3 separate regions of the Zea mays genome follow, and all the other regions are linked to region 1. Evidence: chromatin contacts called from public Hi-C data. All regions are on one chromosome and are shown on one strand. The core of a region is the stretch at or near the end of the contact, and the rest is flanking DNA. Distances in the headings are between cores, read along the strand shown. Region 1 holds the start of LOC100384522. Region 2 holds the start of LOC100273701. Region 3 holds the start of LOC541624 (cytokinin response regulator 2).

Region 1 (2,847 bases), core at 117-2,616:
GGTTGAAATTGTTGATTGGAGCGCCTGAAATCGTTTGGCCCATAGAAGAGTTAATTTCTTGCTGTAAGTTTCGACGACCACCGAAACTTAAAGCCCTGATTATATTGGTATATACTTAGTTCTTTTCAATGCTCTTTCCAACAGTTCCTTTTTTAAAAAAAATATCAAATGAAAAGTTTTTCTGCTCGCTTGTCTATAAAATTAGGGCCTTAGGTGCTAATTTTCTGTTGTCTTCTACTACCGCTGGAAATTAAGATTTAATTTTAGGGTGTCCTCTGGAACCACCAAAAAATAGGTATGGCCGTCAAAAAATGTTTTGAATCCCTGCGGAGATACTGGACTGCGTTCACTTGACTAGACGTATCACTAAATTTAATGCCTAATTTGGAAGTCTTGTTGTGCACCCTTAATACCGTACAAGCATTGGGTTAGCAAGCAACAAACAGTCAGTAAGGGCATGTACAGTGGGTGTCTTAAGTTGTGTCTTAGAGTGTGTCTAGGGGGGTAAATGTAAAAAATCTCAAGACATGTATCTTGACGAAGACACAGTGTCTTAGCTCTATATTCGAGACAGGAGACTATCTGATTGGTCACTTTAATTTATTAAATGCTCTGATTGGTACAATGAATATGATAGGACACATGTTTTAGACATGACCACTGTATTATGTTGTGTTTTAGTTGTGTCTTATACTTAGAGTACCGTGCGGCTGTATCTAGGTTGTACATGCCCTAAACGTAGGGACGTCTCGGCGAAGATCAAACACGGCCATTTTTTTTTGTGTGTGTGTGGAATGATGGAATATACCACCAGCTCATTCGCTTTGCCTGTTGGGTGTTAGTATTTGCCAAACGGAGCACATGCAACGTCATTTTGTCTGCTCTGCGTAGCAAGCTGTACTGCATGTGTATAGGTCCATGCACGTACAACTCTGGCCAGTGTTGTGGTGGGCGTGGGTCTCTTGGCAAATCTGGAGGGCCATCTGACCTTTGCTTCCGGAATACGAACAAACTAGCTTAATTACTAGTACTACATGCCATCACTGCCACAATCACGCAAAGGAAGGTGACGTGGACCTGCGTCATTATTCGAAGAAAACCGCCTATTTGATGCCCGAATTTGGGTCGGAAAATCGCCAGTCTCTCTCAGCTTCTTTGCCAGGCACTCGTCGATTCTGACGGCCTGAGGTTGCAGCTGGCACGTATGCGTTGGTACGTTGTCTCGATTAATACGCCCCTGGCCGACCTGCACGCCTGCACTGCAACAAGTCTACTACGAGCGGGCACGGCGCGGCGCCTCCGATTTTTTTCACGGGGGAGCGCCCGGGGCGAGGCTATAAAAACCGTCTCCTCCACGCCACCTCCGCACCGCAGAGAGAGGAGCGAGAGCGAGCGACCCCCCCGAGCCGTGCCAACCAAGAACCATCCACCCACCACCACCACCCCGGCCGCTTCCTTGTCCCTGCCCCTCCGTTGGTCTCCTTTGCCCATCTCATCCTCTCTCTCTCTCTCCCTCTCTCTCTCTCTGGCGGTCGGCGTGGCTCCGGGGGCGCGAAGCGCGGGCTCGGCGGGGCGACTCGCCGGCGGCGACCTGCAGGTTTGGGTATGAGAGGGGTCACCCACGCGGCGCCCACCACAAGCGCCCCCCGCCCCCGCGGACGCCTCATGGACGGCCTCCTCATCTTCGTCTTCTACCTCTCGCTGCCCACCCGTGCCGGCCGCGACCACTCGTCAATCGCCGCCTCTAATTGTTAGCCGCCGCCGGCACGCCATTGCTCGGCCCGCCTCCCGAGAAGCTCGATCTGCGGCCTAGCCAGCCAGCCTCACGCGGGATCAGGATCGATGGACCAGCCACCGAATGGATTCGCCGCCGGAGGTGCGTGCGGGACCAATCAAATTTCTTCCTCTTCTTTTTATTTTCCCCCCGACCTTCTGGTCTGGTCTGGTTTCCTTCTGAAACGTTTCTTCTACTTACGTCCATTTGCGTGCGATGGTGGTAAATATGCAGCGCAATTTGAGAATGTTCCGAGTGGCATGGCATCGATGACCAGGAAATCCGTCCTGCCAGTAGCAATAAGCTGATTGAGTTACGCAAAACCCGTCTCTGTCACGGACTGATGTCGTATTCCTTGTGGACTGTATGACAGAAGAATTGTGACCTGGTTTATTTTACCATTAATCAATCTATAGTGCAGCTGCAATCTATAAAGATAAAATACCGTAGAAGCCATGATCATAGTCGGATTAAAGCCTAGATCGGATTAAAGCAGCAGGGAACAAGCTGGTTTGTTGGTGGGGCCCCTTGAGCTCTTTCAATTCAGGTCCGGCCGGGGAACGAAATAATTACGCAAACAGCCACCTGAATCGTTGTAGCGTACGTGCCGAAAATTGGTGGGTGCTTTCCAATTTTTTAAAATCATCCAAGTCATTCTGGTACGGTCGGTGACCTCGCTCACCTAGCCACCTGAATCGATATGCAAGAATCTAGAACGGAGAATATCACAAGAAACCCGTGTAGGGAATGAGGAGGAAGCCTGTAAGCGAAAGGGACGTGCAGAGTAGGTTCCAAACTACTCATCTGTCGATGAAAATAAATTGACCTCTGCACTCCACAAGCGTCCATGTCAACTTGCTTCCTTGTTCTTGTTTGCGTCTTTGCAGAATAGCATCTCCGCCAGTTCATCCGGACTGGTTGGTACCCATCGTCGAAGAGTTCCTCCGGCCAAGCATTTCATCAAAGTCCAAAATGTGATCACACCCTTTATCACTAATGAACCTGAAATGATAACTTACCCTTGCTTATATTCCTAAGATTATCATGGCCCCATAATACAAGATAAAATCCCC
Region 2 (2,847 bases), core at 245-2,744, 320 kb before region 1:
TCCTCCACACACGAATCCGCATCGGGGTGGCTGGTCTGCTGAATTCCCTCACCCGGAACCGGCGGAATTCTCCGCCACCAGAGCACAGCTGCACAGGAGGGAGGCTGCATGGTTTCCATGGGCTTTCTTGAACCATCAACAGGTCGCGTGAGCGAGCCGGGGGGAAGCTCAGCGATGCGATTCGATTCAATTCAATTCACGGCCGGTCGGGGGGAAGAGAATTGGTGGGTGGGACTGGGACTGGGACTGGGAGGAGCCAATCATTCCGTCCCACACACCCAGCACCAGCACCACCACCACCACGCCCACGAGTTCACAGTTCAAGAAAGCCTGTGGAAAGCATGCCCGCGCACCTTTCTTCCCCTTCGTCCTTCACCCCCCGTCCGGCGAGGGACCTCGGCAGCGAAGGGGCTGTGTGTGGAGAGATGGAGAGAGAGAGAGAGATTTGCTTTGCTTTGGAGTGAGTGCAAACGGCCCACAGAGGCTGGGGCATATAAATAGCTGCTAGTTGCGGCAAGTAACCACCCAACCGGGCTGGCGGGTGGTGCGGCAGCGGCAGCGGCAGCAGCCAGAGTGCCAGACTGCAGAGGCACGGGCCGGTACTCTCTCTCTCTCTCGGTCCTCTCTTCTGACCACACCCTCTGCTGGTGCTGCCTGCCCATGGATGCTGGATGGGCATGGGCTCATGGCGGACGGACGGAGGCTGCCAGGCCCTCCATTTCCGTGCGCCTGCCCTGCCGGCCGGCACTCCGATCCGCACCCTCTCTCTCTCTATCTCTCGCCCAAGGAGTAGCAGCCTGCTGTTTGTTCTTTCTTTTATCCTCGTAAAAAACGAAAGGGATACTGCTGCTTGCTCCGTACTACTATGTAGTGAGGTACTAGAGGCCGGACAGAGACGAAGCAACTGCAGTACCGTACCGGCCGGGCTAGGCCATGCCAGCTCTGCATGGATCTATCCACCTAACCTACTCATCACATCGGGCACCTGCACCTCTACTGCTTGCTTGTCCTGCCTTTGCCTCCCTGAGAGCTGTTGCTGCTGACTGCTGAGCCCCTATATACGCTTGCTTTTGGCGAGCTAGGGTAGGGTTCCGGGCAGGCCGCGACCCGGATTAAAAACCCGGCCGGCATCCCCGCGCATTATTATCGATGGAATCAGCCAGATCGGCGTCGATCGCCATGACTGATGGCCACCGCGCAGCAGACGGTAGACATCGAGCATGCACGAGCAGCAGGCAGGCAGGACAGGACAGGAAGGCACACATGCTCCTTCCATTCTTCCAAAAGCGATTAAAAAAACAGATGGCTTTGTTCGCTTGCTCCAGTTGTCCAAGATGGTTTTTTTTTTAAAAAAAAACAAAGCTTGGCCTCGCTGTCCATGTGCCGCCCGCCCCGCCCCGCTCCGGTGGCTATCGGACAAGGCCGTCTCGAATGCCTCCTCCTGCCTTGGCTTTCTTCGTCATGGTCTCATGGCCATATGTTTGCTGCAAAAAAATAAAAATAAAAAAACTCTTCACGTACCATTTCCTGAAACACAAGCGTCTGCTACGCATCCCCAGAGTCGTCCGATGGGGATGGAAATGGGATGACCAACCGGCAGGACAGGACAGTGAAAGCCCTGTGCGGATGCAAGGCAAGGCAGGTACCACCCTCCTAGTAGGCGCTGAATTTATAGAAGGTCTGGACCACGCCTACTTCCAGGGAAATGCATGGGCCGCCGGACGGACATGGACTCTTCTCTTCTCTTCTCTTCTATGATGATGATGATGAGTGACAGACAGAGTGATGAGGGGAGGGCAAGGGCAAGTAAAGGAGCCCACTGTTGAAACAGGGCCTTTTTTTTCTACATGGGGAAGGAAGTACGCTGTGTAATCTGCCATTGCCGCCATGAGGTGAGAGGTCCGGTGAATACTTTGCACACTGCCGTGCCAGTTAGCCACCTGCACCGGCTCCTCATCAGTCATCAGTCCTCTCCCCACCCACCACCACCACTCCCCTCCCCTCCCCAGTGGCAGTGGGTGGCCGTCGCTGTCACGGCCATACATACATATACGACGACACCCCGCGCGCAACAACATTCGCCATGTGATGATGATTGGTCCAGTAAACAAAGCCTGCTTTGCTGCCAGGATATCCTTGTCGATTTGTCGCCGCCGCCGGAGCGGAAAGAGAGAGAGGTGAATGATGGCCATTGGCCGCGCGGGTGGCCAATGGCGATGCAAATCCAAGCGCGTACGTGTACATATGTCCTGCTCCGGTTTTGTTTGTGTGTTTGTTTGGCCTTCTTCATCAGCGCTTGCTGCTTGGCCAGGGTGGCTACCAGTACCATCAACAGCGGCCTGTTGCATGTTCTGTCTTGGCATCATCTATCTACGTACGGATCTACCTGTAAAAGGAGTTAATTTAGTTTTACTGGCGGCAGCTCCAGCCCTGCAGCGCATGACTGGCGGCAAGTGCACGGCACCAACAGAGCAGCCAGCAGAGAGGAGCAGGACGACGAAGAGGCACACAAAGGCGGCACTGCATGAGCTAGCATGAAAGGGGCCGGGAAATAGCTGCCGGCAGCGGCAGCGGTACGATACGATCGATCGAGCGGGCCAATTCACGGCGGCGCCCGATCGGAAAGCGGATTTCTGTTGGATCTGAATGAAGCCGATCCATCCATCGGCCGGCCAGCCAGAGGGGGACGGCGTCGGCATGCATGCATGTGGCGTTCGTGAATCTTTGAGCTGTAAAGATGCGCGCGCGGGCCTCTCCCTATCTGCAGATGAGAGTCTCGTCGTCGGCTCTCGCCCTGGACAGTGCAAGTGCAGGCTGTGCAACTTTCGCTACGGATGTAGACTGTAG
Region 3 (2,847 bases), core at 185-2,684, 270 kb before region 1:
AGCAGCTGACCACCTAAATAATATATACTACTCCATCATATGTTTTGCCGATACGATACGATACGCACAGCGCTAAGAGAGGAATAACAATCTCTTTCCGATCTGATTCGCACAGCCTACTACCTGTCGTCGTTCTTGCTATGCAACGGCAGCTAAGAGCGGAACTGAAACTGATGTTACGAAGAGACAAGATCACAAGATAAAGAAAAGAAGCAATAAGGCTCTGATCTTGGAATTGTTAACAGGTCTTGTTTTCTTCATGTCTGGGGGGCATATTTTTGCAGCCTCAGGCACGGAGGGAGGGGAAACGAAGAAGAACATCCGTGAATGCCCCCAACGACTCCCCTTCCTAACAACAACAACAACCTGGATCCTAAAACTAAGTTAGCTTCTTGTTTCAGTCGACGGCAGCGGCTGCGGCGGCGGCGGCGGCAGATCTATGTCCAAGAAGAAAGAAAGAAAAGAACGAACGAACGAACGAACACACAAAAAATTGGATCCTAACAACTCCTCTAATTAAGTCAGAGCGCGCAACCAGATCCTCCATCCTTGCGCGGGCGGTCACCGGATCCGGCTGCAGAGGCGGGAGACGTCGGCGGGGCGGACGGGCTTGAGGAGGAAGTCCTCGGCGCCCTCCTCCAGGCACCGGCTGATGCGGGTGGGCACGTTCTCCGACGACATGATCACCACGGGGATCGCCCGCAGCGCCGACGACTCCTTCACGTGCTTGAGCAGCTCGTACCCGGTCATCCCGGGCATCCAGTAGTCCGTGATGATCATGTTCACGTCGGGGACCAGCCCCAGCGCCAGCAGCTCCAGCGCGCGCGTCGCCGAGTCCACGGTCGTCACTGCACACGTAAAATCCAAGGAGGTTAGCTGCATGGTTCAAATAAAACGAGCTGCTGCGCGGGCGCGGACAGCCAAGGCAGGCACCGCTTCTTCCTCTGCTCGGTGCTCACCTCTGTACTTGGAGCTGCGCAGGATCTTGGCGATCACCGCGCGGTCCACGGAGCTGTCGTCCACCGCCAGCACGTGCTTCTCCTCCAGCTCCAGCTCCAGATCCAGATCCACCGCGTCGACCGGCGGTGCCACCGCCTTCCGGTCGCCGGCCTCCGGCGCCACGGACGGAGTAGCAGTGGCAGCAGCAGCCATTGCAGTTTGCAAGAGACAAACAATCCAACCGAATCTTCTTCTTGCGCCGGGAGGGAAGCGATGCGGTTGCGGACGCGGAGATCTCTTCTCCTTCTCTTGCGAGTGTGGATGTATGTACTAAGCAGGAGCAGACGGGCGGTTGCGGCGATGAAGTCGGAGGCGCGGGCGGGCGTGTATATATACACAGGTGCAGTGCAGGGGAGGAGTCAGTCAGTCAGGAGGAGACTCGGCACGGCACGGCAGCAGCGGGTAGCTAGCAAGCAGGGATGGTGGTGGTGGCGGGGCAAATCTCAGAGGGGATCCGAGGCGCGCGGATCGAGTATAGGACGGCACGGCACGCGGGCCAGGCCGATCCGGGGCGCGGATCCGCGGGGGGGCCCATGCGGCGGGGCCCGCGCGGCGATACGCAAGGGATTTCCCTGCCTCGCCTCTCGCTGTCACCGCCCGCCCACCCACGTACGCGCGCCTTCTTTTGGCCCCCTGGTATTTGCATCTTCGGATTCTGGCCAGATTTGCGTTGCGTGCGCATCCCTGTGAGTTGGTGCCGCTTCGCCTTTTGCACGCCGCCGAGCGACCCTTTCTAGGTGAGCAAGGCAGCTAGCTAGCTGTTCGCAAATCTCCTCGGATTTCCACGATATTTCTACTTTATATTCGAGACAAATCTCCTCGGATGTACAAAACAAATTCTTCAAGGCAAATCTCCTCGGATTTCTAAAACAATTCTTCTTTATATTCAAGTACGCATCCGGATATGCTTTGTTTGGATACGGTCATACTCATGCGGACAAGTTGTTTGAGTTTTTTTTCCTTTTTTTGTTGCTGTCGTTTTGTTCATTTACAACGACAACAAATAGAGGTGGGTATGATCGGATCAATTTCAAAGTGACAGTAGTGGGATATGGGGTTTAAGTACACAAATACGACACAATGTCGTGATCGAACTCTTAGGACTTGTTTAGTTAGAAATAGATCGGTAGAGATTAGAAACATGTTTGGAAGAACAAAAAGATATTTTCGCTCATTTAATCCCCTACGATCCCAAAGGATGTCCTAAGGGAAAAATAAATTAATTTCTCCCATCAATCCCTCTTGACCCTTCCAAACTTCTTCTAACCAAACAAGTAATTGGTTCTAACACAACCTTGCTCAAGCAATAAACTTTGTGGGGGTTATAGCAGGTCTCACCTCTCTCCAATAGTTATGTACATTTAGCGCCTTAAATTATAGATTTAAGAAGTTGCTAAACACTTTAAGGAGTAGAAAAATGTATGTGCTCTAACAGTTCCCTATTTATTGATTGCGAATTTTGAAAGTTGTCTATGACAACATAAAATAAACGAGCATGCTTTCTATTTTTAACTGAGCCGACAGTAGAAATCTATATCAACAACCTTCTTTGATGTCTTGAGAGGTCAAAGTTATCGATGGAAGACCAGACGTCACGGTGATGGCTTCAAGACATCACAGGATGTGCTCTGACGACGCCTCGACATAAAAGGTTGTCTAGCAGTGGCGGCATCAAGACATCTGGGCACTGTAGATGAATTTGTGGTCAACAGGACAGTGGGACAACGCAAAACAATGGCAAAAGTGTGATTTTCACAATGGATTTAGTACCTACGTTGATTTAGGGAGTCCCAACAAGGTTGGTAAATGTAGGGATGAAATTGAGTTTTGTAGAGAGTTTGTAAATTT

Evidence for each region. A called contact is a pair of places that touch in the nucleus more often than the background predicts.
Region 2: a Hi-C map of tassel shows a contact between it and region 1, with 2.7 times the contacts expected there. The contact joins the promoter of LOC100273701 here to the promoter of LOC100384522 in region 1. A contact is called at or near these places in 3 of 25 Hi-C or Micro-C datasets (ear, leaf and tassel).
Region 3: a Hi-C map of leaf shows a contact between it and region 1, with 4 times the contacts expected there. The contact joins the promoter of LOC541624 here to the promoter of LOC100384522 in region 1. A contact is called at or near these places in 2 of 25 Hi-C or Micro-C datasets (leaf and tassel).

Annotation. Positions count from the first base shown.
Region 1 is chr10:149,853,441-149,856,287 of Zm-B73-REFERENCE-NAM-5.0, reverse strand. LOC100384522 reads left to right here and starts at 1,366. Exons shown (of 10, transcript NM_001176693.2): 1 at 1,366-1,876. The coding sequence starts at 1,843.
Region 2 is chr10:150,178,105-150,180,951 of Zm-B73-REFERENCE-NAM-5.0, reverse strand. LOC100273701 reads right to left here and starts at 1,494. Exons shown (of 3, transcript XM_008663409.4): 1 at 1-1,494. The coding sequence starts at 136. MIR396d (microRNA MIR396d) reads right to left here and starts at 348; the gene lies at 275-348.
Region 3 is chr10:150,121,546-150,124,392 of Zm-B73-REFERENCE-NAM-5.0, reverse strand. LOC541624 (cytokinin response regulator 2) reads right to left here and starts at 1,434. Exons shown (of 2, transcript NM_001111379.2): 1 at 960-1,434; 2 at 230-848. The coding sequence starts at 1,152. The coding sequence ends at 562.